2 separate regions of the Mus musculus genome follow, and region 1 is linked to region 2. The links are chromatin contacts, called in public HiChIP or PLAC-seq maps. All regions are on one chromosome and are shown on one strand. The core of a region is the stretch at or near the end of the contact, and the rest is flanking DNA. Distances in the headings are between cores, read along the strand shown. Region 1 overlaps Celsr1 (cadherin, EGF LAG seven-pass G-type receptor 1). Region 2 overlaps Celsr1 (cadherin, EGF LAG seven-pass G-type receptor 1).

Region 1 (4,701 bases), core at 309-2,808, 86 kb after region 2:
AACCACAGGACTGACTAGCCAGAGAACAACAGAGCAGGGCACAGGGAGGCCAGGGAATGCACTCCAGTGCTTCTCAAATCTGCTGGAATGTGAACAGCAGCAGATCATCATGGCTCCATGGAGTGGCAAGAAACACCTCCGTGAGATGTCTTCAGTGCCTGTGGTAAAGTCTGTGATATCTTCAGTCTGTGATAAAGGTGGCATTTTAGGAAGAGATTGGGAGGTGGGGGGGGGGGGGGTAAGGCTTTCCACAGAATTTACAGCACCTGGATTGTCACTCTCCATCCATGCTCTTAAGTTAACTCATAAGGGAAGGAGTCGGCATGGTGCCAAGAGACCTTAAGAACAACAGAGGGACGCTGGAGAGGGTGACAACCTCCAGTTCAGTAGTTAACCCCCAAACCCAAGTGGTCAAAGAAAAGCAAGGTTGGAGTCAGCTAACCTCAGAGGAAACAGGGCTGAAAAGCAGCCCCACCTGAGGCATGCAGAGACACGTGGGGAAGTGCCGTTCACCAACTGACATGCTGGGGAGGTTATATGGATACGCTTAACTAACCGCAAGGAGAATGGCAGTTAGCGAAGCGTTTTCAGAAGACAATTAGGTGATTTGATTCAAATCTAAACACGATGTGCCCACAGAGCACCAAGTGAAAGTCTACACATGCATCCTCAAAAAAAAAAAAAAAAAAAAAGCCGGACGGTGGTGGCGTACTCCTTTAATTCCAGCACTTGGGAGGCAGAGGCAGGCAGATTTCTGAGTTCGAGGCCAGCCTGGTCTACAAAGTGAGTTCCAGGACAGCCGGAGCTATACAGAGAAACCCTGTCTCGAAACAAACAAACAAACAAACAAACAAACAAAACAAAACAACTGTGGCTTAGGTAAGCAGAGGCCTTCCTCCCAAGGAAAGTTACTTTGTTATAATACAAAGAAATACCTGAGGTAGAAAGAACACAGCCTAAACCTCCATTGACTTCCACCCTGAGCCAGGTAGCCGGTGCTGACTGCAGCTATGACATGTCAAGACAGCTCCCATCTCCACCCTCACCCCCATTCCCACCAACTTTGGGTCATTCCCAGCATCCTTTGACTGTAAGACTGCAAGCATCAGGTGCCTTGCTGGCAGCTGGGCTCAGCCAGCTTCCTCTGGATCCTTCAGACATCCAAGGCTTAAAACCTCCCTACTGCCTTTAAAAAAAAAAAATCCTTCCTAAAAACAAACAAACAAACAAACAAGCAAAAAACACTCCCCAAAACCATGGCTCCTCTTCTCTTCCAAACCTACCAGCCTCTGGCATGATTATGGTCAAGCTGTGGCCTCCCTCTGTCTCTAAACACCTATCTCCCCCCAAATCAGAGCCAAAGCACAGTGACCTAACCTCGTAGCCCACACAGTGCCTTCCCAACCCAGTGGTCTCTTAAAAGCTGGGCTCCCAGGCCAGGGACCCAGCAAAGCCTGGTATAGATGCAGTAGATGACCTTTCACAAGGAGCTGCTGACGGCCCCCTGCCCCCAAGCCTCAGATTCCATTAACAACAGTGGCGGTAACCATGGAAACAGGCAGCCCGGTGCTGGCGATAAATGGTTGATGGGTAACCCCAGGGACAATGACAGAGCTTCTGTGCTTATTCAGATGACCGGAGTCCTGAATGGGAGCCAGCACAAAGGCCAGTAGCAAAATGACAGGGGCTTCAGAAACTTCTAAAGGGGGCGTAAATGACACCCATAACTTGTCACAAAGGAACACAGGCCAGTGCTGGCCCACACCTGTGTTTTTTGATCTTCTAGAGAATTTACAACAATGTCTCAGCAGGCCTCTGTCAGAGGCCATTTTTTTGCAAGTGTACTTTGTAACAGCTATCTGGTCTCCCTGTCAGCAGCAGCTCACAATGAAAGTCACCATGTCTCCAATGAAAGTCACCATGTCTCCGCAACCCTGTCTCTCTACAAGTAGAAATCAGCCTGGCAGCCAGCACTGGCCTTTTACCTAAACCGTACCTACTGCACACACAACCTCACATTCTATATATAGATGGACCTGGCCTGTGAGCACCAAACGATGCTGGCCAGCAGGCGCTGGAAATGGGCCAGTTTGTCTACATGACACATAGCTACAGTCACTGTGTTTAAGATCTTCCAATAGTAACACCAAAATATTAGTTTCCATTATGTACATTTATTTATTTATGTATTTATTTAATCCATTTATTTACTTGTTTATTTATCATTTACTTACTTGTTTATTTATCTACTTAGTGTGTGCGTGTGTGCTACTGCATATATGTGGAGGTCAGAAGAGAACTTGCGAGTCAGTTCTCTCCTTCCACCATGTAGATCCCAAGGATCAAACTAAGGATAGTGTCCTTACCTGCTGATAAAATGGCTGGCCTAAAACTGTTTTTTGATTTATTGGTTTGTTTGTTTGTTTAGAAGGGGGGGTCTAATATAGCCCTGACTGGCCTAGAACTCACTATGTAGACTAGGCTAGCTCTGAACTCATAGGAGATCCACCTGCCTCTGCCTCCCAAGTGTTGGGATTAAAGGTGTGCACCACCACTGCCTGGCTGGTTTTTTGTTTGTTTGTTTATTTTTTGTTTTTGTTTTGGTTTTTTTTTTTTTGGTTTTTAATGTATTTTTATTTTACATGGATGGGAGCTTTTGCCTGAATATCTATCAGTGCTACCAGGTAGGTTCTTGGAATAGAGCCTAGGTCTTCTCCAAGAACAGCCACTATTCTTATCTGCTAAGCCATCTCTCAGGCCCCAAGTGTGTTTTTAAATCACATCACTTCTGACATTTGAGCACCTCAGACGAGAATCATGGAGGACTTCTTTCCTACTATCCCATTATCAACCAGAGGGTCCCAGATGAATGACAGACCCTCGTCACAGCTTTATGATCCCCAGCCCCTCTGACTTTTGCTCCACTAACTTTAAGTTACAAACAAGTGTCACCTTTTAAAGAATGCACACTCCCAAAGAGGCAGTATATAGGTTGGACATTCCTCATCCAAACATCCAAAGTCCAGAATGTTCCAAAACCCAAGCATTTGAATGTAGTGCTGGGACTCCCAACGTTTTAGATTTTGAAGCAGTTTGAATTTTTAGAGGCTGAGAGATCAGAGATGTTCAACCAAGTAAGACTTCGCAACTACTCCTGAATCTGGAATATTCTGAAATTAGAAACACTTTAGATAAGTGATCTCAGCTTCATTGGGGATAAGTGGCTACACCTGAGGAGTGGGTCCTCCTGGGGACTTGAGTCCTACTGTACTCTGTTAGCATCTCGAAGTCTATCCCTGGAAGACTCACTTTCTTATCTACCTTCAGTTCTGTCCCATCAGCTCCAGGGCCTCTGTCATTATGGGTAGAGGGTCTCACCATAGCAATACCATACTGAGGGAATGGGATCTAAGAGCTGGCAGGCTATGAGCCTGACTCCCTGGGAACAGCCAGCACTCAGGAATCCAACCTGTCAGGGGTGTCAAGTTACCCTGCTACACTTTCACTGTCTGTGCTACGGCCCAGAGAGCTGGTTGCTTCCTGCTTTCACTTTCTTGGCAGAAGCCATGCAGGATGGGAGGTGCGACTGAGTGCGCTTGTGTTTGTCTTTCATTTTACTTAGACTTGTCGTTTTAATTATGTGCACGGGGAGTTAGATGCAGCAGGTGCCTGTGGATGTGTGGGATCCCCCTGGAGCTGGAGTTCTAGGTGGGTGTGAGCCTGTAGCCTAGGGAACTGGGAAGCAAGCTCAAGGCCTGTAAGAGCTCCAAACAACGGAGCCCTCTCTCCATCCCTGGCTTCTGCTTCCTCAGCAAAGTCAGTGTGGGCAAGAGATGAGCCTAAGTCTCATCTACCTCCATCCCTTATGGGTTTGTCCTCAAGACTACTGCAGGCTACTGAGGCCCAAAGGAAACAATCAAATTAACCCCAGCCCAAGGAACCATGAGAACCCACAAGAAGTCAGTGGCCAGAGGCTGAGCCTGATGCTTAAAATAAGGAAACAGGAGCTAGAGAGATGGCTCAATGGTTAAGAGAACTGGCTGCTTTTCCAGAGGACCCAGGTTCTGATCCCAACACCCACACAGTGGTTCATAACCATCTATAAGGCTGGTTTCAGAGGATCCAACTCCTTCTTTTGACCTCTGTGGGTACCAGGCACACACATTTGTACATGCAGACAAAACACTCATACACATAAGTTGAGCAGTGGTGGCGCACACCTCTAATCCCAGCACTTGGGAGGCAGAGGCAGACAGATTTCTGAGTTCGAGGCCAGCCTGCTCTACAGAGTGAGTTTCAGGACAGCCAGGGCTATACAGAGAAACCCTGTCTCGAAGAAAACAAAAACAAAAACAAACAAAACAAAAACACTTATACACATAAAAATAAGTAAATCTAAAAAAAACAAAAACAAAAAAAAGGTAGCATCCAGTTTAGTCACAAGCATTTCATCCTCGACTGGCCCTAAAGGAGTAGCTCCCTTGTCCCTATTGTAGGAATAGATAAAGGATCAGGGATAAAGAAGACTCTAAGAGAACATGGTCCACAAAATCTACTGGGCAGAGCTCTTAGAGCCTGATGGAGACTGAAGCAGCAATCACGGAGCCTGCATGAGTCCATGCTAGGTCCTCTGTATATATGCAATTGTTGATTAGCTTGGGGTTTTTGTGGGACTCATAAAAGGGAGAGTGGGGGTGTCTG
Region 2 (4,459 bases), core at 1,900-4,399:
CAGGGTAGCCCAGGGGATAGCATGCCCAAGTGGCAGCACTCAGGGTAGCCAGGGGATAGCATGCCCAAGTGGCAGCACTCAGGGTAGCCCAGGGGATAGCATGCCCAAGTGGCAGCACTCAGGGTAGCCCAGGGGATAGCATGCCCGAGTGGCAGCACTCAGGGTAGCCCAGGGGATAGCATGCCTGAGTGGCAGCACTCAGGGTAGCCCAGGGGATAGCATGCCTGAGTGGCAGCACTCAGGGTAGCCCAAGGTGGACTGGGGGGAGTGGGCTCACCGGGTTCTCAGTCTGGTTGATGCCGACCATGAAGATGAGCTGGGAGAAGAACAGAGCCGTGATGAGGTTCTTGTGGATGCTGTGCAGGTTGGAGCGCAGTGTCCGAACGAGTGAGAGAAGGACAAAGGCCACCAGGAGGGCCACCAAAGACAAGGACAGGGCGGCATAGGTGATGATCTTCAGGGGCAGAACCTCCCCGTGCTGCAGGTGGGTTGGTTAAAGAGAATAAGGAGCTGGCACCGATGAACATTTGAACAGATACTGTGATGGCTGTTAGATATTGAAGACCGGGAGGGGACCGGGTGACTAGTTAGAGATGGTGAGCAAGCCCTGAGGATGGATGAGTGGTAGCCACAGCTGTATCAACGCAGCCAGCCTGTGTGATATATATTTAGCCAGTGTGGCACATGCATTTAATCCATGCTCAAGAGGCATAGATTTCAGTGAGTTCAAGGCCAATCTGGTCTGCATAATGGGACCCTTCCTCAAAAACATTTTTTAACCCTTCTACATAGGTCCTGCTATCAAGGACGACTGAGACAGATGTTGCAAATCCTGCGCAGAGATCAGCCAAAGGGACTCATTTAATACAAACCCCCGCCCCCACTCAGCCAGTAGTCACAGCAGGCTCCCTACAAGGAGACCTGGATAACTTGTGACACAGCACCTCCATGCTGAGTTAATGCAGGGTAGGGGCTCGTCCATGGCTGCATTATCTTACATGGTCCTCAGACAGAAGCTATGAGGAGAGCAGGTGTGGGGTTGGCATGGATAAGGAATGAAGCTGGCAGGACCTGAGCTCCCTCGGTGGCCTGGCTGAAACCGCAGCTCTGCTAACCTGGAGCCTGAAGAGTCATTTTGGGGTAGCAGAATCCTGCCCGTAGCTGGCATTTCCTTCTTACCCTCAGCTTATAGACTCCTGTGACCAAGGGTGATTAATGTGTCTTCAGACTGAGATTGACCATTCTGAGTCTCTGAGCTTACACTTAGTGTGACCCAGAGTCCTGGGCATTCGGGTACTGGCTATACAGCACCTTCCAGGAGGCAGTGACAGAGAGCTGTGCACTGTGGCTGCTCAGAGCCTACTACTACCCCAGGCATCAGTCACACCACAGCAACTGGCTTACATTCTCAAGCTGCTTGAGGTATCAAAGATATCACCACCCTGGCACTGGCTTCCTCTCCTCACACCTTTGTCCTTGGGGGCAGTGTGTGGCCTGAGAGACCTTCATATTCAAACTGGGTACAGAAGTAGCGCGATCTAGCATGGCTGGGGGACCCTGCCCTGAGAGGAGGTAACATCTAGAAACTTCTGAGCCTGGGGTTAGGTTTTACCATTTGTGTTGGTTGGTTTTTGACAAGTGGATTCAAACCTAGACAGACCTGGGAAGAGAACATCTTAATTCAATAAATGTCCTATAGGAGAGCCCGTGGGAGAGTTTTCTTGATTAATAATTTATGTGTAAGGGCCCAGCCTATGGTGGGTGGTACTACCCCTGGGGGCTGGTGATCCTGGGTTCTGTAAGAAAGCAGTCTGAGCAAGCCTTGGGGAACAAGCCAGGAAGCAGCACCCTCTTCGTGGCTTCTACATAAACTCCTGCCTCCAGGTTCCTGCCCTGCTTGAGTTCCTGTCCTGACTCCCAATAATGATGGACTATGATGTGGAACTATAAGCCAAAATAAACCCTTTCCCCTCTAAGCTCTTTCTGCCTATGGTGTTTCATCACAGCAAAAGCATCCCTGAGATACTAACACTTTTACTAACAGCTTCATAACCTGGGCTCTCTGAAAAGTTTTGTTTACACGTTTGTTTACACAGGGTCTCACTCTGTGGCTCTGGCTGACCTTGAACTTGCAGCAATCCTTCCACTTAGCCTCCCAGGTGCTGGGATTACAGGCCATGTCCAGCTCTAACCTCCCCTTTCAAAAAATTACATTTATGTATGTATGTTTGTGTATGTGTGCATGTGCGAGAATGCATGACACAGCGCATGTGTGGTGGTCAGAGGACAATTCGCAGGAGTTGGCTCTCTCTCCTAGGAGTGGGACTCAAGTCAATAGGCACCTTTACCCACTGAGCCATTTCGCTGGCCTTTAAAGCTCCTTCAAGGTCTTCTCATAGGCCTCTTCAAACAGTTGCTAAAACAGCTTTCAATGGGCACATTTGGTTTGCTCAACATACAAGGAAAATGGGGGCCTTGGGAGGGTGGGTTGGGGGGTCTAGGCTTCCAGTTGCAACAGGGATTGGTTCTCAGGCTTGCCAGGGGGCTGGGGGGGGGCTGGTAAAATGCCCACCTCACGTCTGGAAATGTCCATGAGCACCGCGCAGCTGGCCGAATGGCTGCACTGGCAAGTGACGTGGGTCCGGTTCCTCGACAGAAGTTCACAGCCCTTGGCTGACCACCCTCCAGTCCCACCAGTGCTGTGGAGAAGAGGAAGAAGGGGGTGAGCCTGGTCCCTTCACCACTGAGATAGTCTGGAGGCTGCTTTCACCCGAGTCCCCGGGGTCGCTGAGGCTGTGATGACACCAATGGATCTAGTTGCAAAGGAATGGTTAAGGGCAAAGAACAGCCGCCCACAGGGGGGGCCTGGTCTCACAGCCTTGCTGTCAGCTCCCAGCCCAAACCCTTCACCACCTTCACCATACGGAAATTGAGGGCCATGGTCACTGTCGCCAAGGACACAGCCCCCAAAGCCACTTGGCAGCAGGTTAAAAGCTTTCCTGTTCCTTTCAGAGCTGGTGCAGGCTCTCAGGAGCGCCTCTGAAGTTCAAAGGTTAGGTGCCAGACACAGAAAACTCCCAACAGGGGCAGGCCCTGTGGCCAGAGGCAGCAGCCAAGGCTGAGACAGCTACTTTGTTCACCATCCATTCAAGGAGCCACAATGGCCTCAGCAATAAACATCTCTCCATTGTCAGCTTTCAAGTTCACTGTTGCACAATGCTTTATAGGAGCTGCCTGGAAGCCATGGTCCAATTACTGCTCCCGTTTCAACTGACGGAAAGCCCCAAATAACAAGTTGTGAAGAGGGCCCTGCCCCTCTTCGGCTCTGGGAAAGTCCTGTAATCCCTCTGATCCTCAGTTTACTCATCTGTAAAATGGGGTGTGACGGTTGACACACTTGCCAGGAGGGCTCAGTTCTGGGGATAATGGCAGCACCACAAAGCAGGAGGGCAGATCACTAGAGCCACTGCTAATTGCCATGATTCAAACAAATAGCCAGGGACACACAGCCATGCCTGGCAGCCATGGGGGCCCACATGCCAGATACCAACGCTTCCCTTCACTTTCCCCTTTGTGAGCCCAAGATCTATTATCCCCCAGAGTCAATGAGCTTCCCTTATAAACTGGCGTTTGGAAAGTACAGAGACAAAAGAAGATGAATGAATGCTCTTGCCCAAGCATGTGCCGGACACTCAGCACAGACCCGTGGGGTAGCTCTCCTTTCAATCCTGGGGAACCACGTCGTGGGGACTGTCCTTGTGGTGGGAGCTTACAGACACACACATTTAGGCCCAGCTTTAGGCATGCAGAGAGTGCCTGGGCTCTGACCCCCCGAATCCCAGGCTCCTCACAAAGAAAGGCAGTGACGGTTTTCATCTTAGAGCACATGCCAGACACGTCCTCATTCCACCCATGTCTATGCAAGAGCATCCCAAATGAGACCAAAGAGAGGGCAAGGAAGTGAAGGCCCAGCCCCTCCCAGGACTCCTACAGCTAAAAAGACAAATGGCTACTGGCTTTAGCCACGGACAGGCCACTAGCCTTGGCATCCAGTGCCACACAGACATAGGAAATAGCATCTTTTTAAAAATTAACCACCTCCCTTCCTTGATTGCAGGTTACACACATCATGAATCGGGTCATTTTTGGAGTGTGTCTGATGTCTCCAGGAACAGGCCAAACCAACCCTGCTGCAGAGGGACAGTCGCCTGGGACCAACACTGCTACTTTTCTCTGCGTGGGCTCACCTCTGAGTCCCATTATCCTGCAAGTGGCTTTGCCCGGCAGAGTAATGGGTGCTCGTGTTAACTACCATATGGCAGGTGCTCTATAGGTGAGCAGCCCATCTCGGCTGTGGCCTTCTCAGGAAGCCTTGTGTGTGCCTGGCTGCTTCTGGATATTTTGTGTGCACCTGTGTACTTGCCCTACGTGGTCCTGCATATGTATGTGTGACTCTAAA

Evidence for each region. HiChIP or PLAC-seq counts read pairs in DNA pulled down with a chosen protein or histone mark.
Region 1: a contact with region 2 is called in an H3K27ac HiChIP or PLAC-seq map of trophoblast stem cells, with 4 times the contacts expected there. The contact joins two enhancer-like sites. A contact is called at or near these places in 4 of 15 datasets of contacts at CTCF or cohesin (the NIH/3T3 cell line, embryonic stem cells and large pre-B cells), 6 of 484 Hi-C or Micro-C datasets (the HL-1 cell line, bone marrow-derived macrophages, brain and 3 more), 10 of 115 datasets of contacts at active chromatin or transcription factors (the 230-238 cell line, bone marrow-derived dendritic cells, bone marrow-derived macrophages and 5 more) and 3 of 9 other capture datasets (adipose tissue, embryonic stem cells and liver).

The regions. Positions count from the first base shown.
Region 1 is chr15:86,004,318-86,009,018 of GRCm38.p6, forward strand. The region is part of intron 1 of Celsr1 (cadherin, EGF LAG seven-pass G-type receptor 1); the gene reads right to left. Among named protein-coding and RNA genes, the nearest start is that of Celsr1, 27 kb to the right of the region's middle. Within about 2 kb of position 1,559, at least 80 of the 459 cell types and tissues checked have an H3K27ac peak or open chromatin away from gene starts, as enhancers often do. A contact at or near this core is called in trophoblast stem cells, where this site is marked.
Region 2 is chr15:85,916,337-85,920,795 of GRCm38.p6, forward strand. Celsr1 (cadherin, EGF LAG seven-pass G-type receptor 1) reads right to left here. Exons shown (of 35, transcript NM_009886.2): 23 at 2,573-2,699; 24 at 278-478. Among named protein-coding and RNA genes, the nearest start is that of Trmu, 39 kb to the left of the region's middle. Within about 2 kb of position 3,150, at least 14 of the 459 cell types and tissues checked have an H3K27ac peak or open chromatin away from gene starts, as enhancers often do. A contact at or near this core is called in trophoblast stem cells, where this site is marked.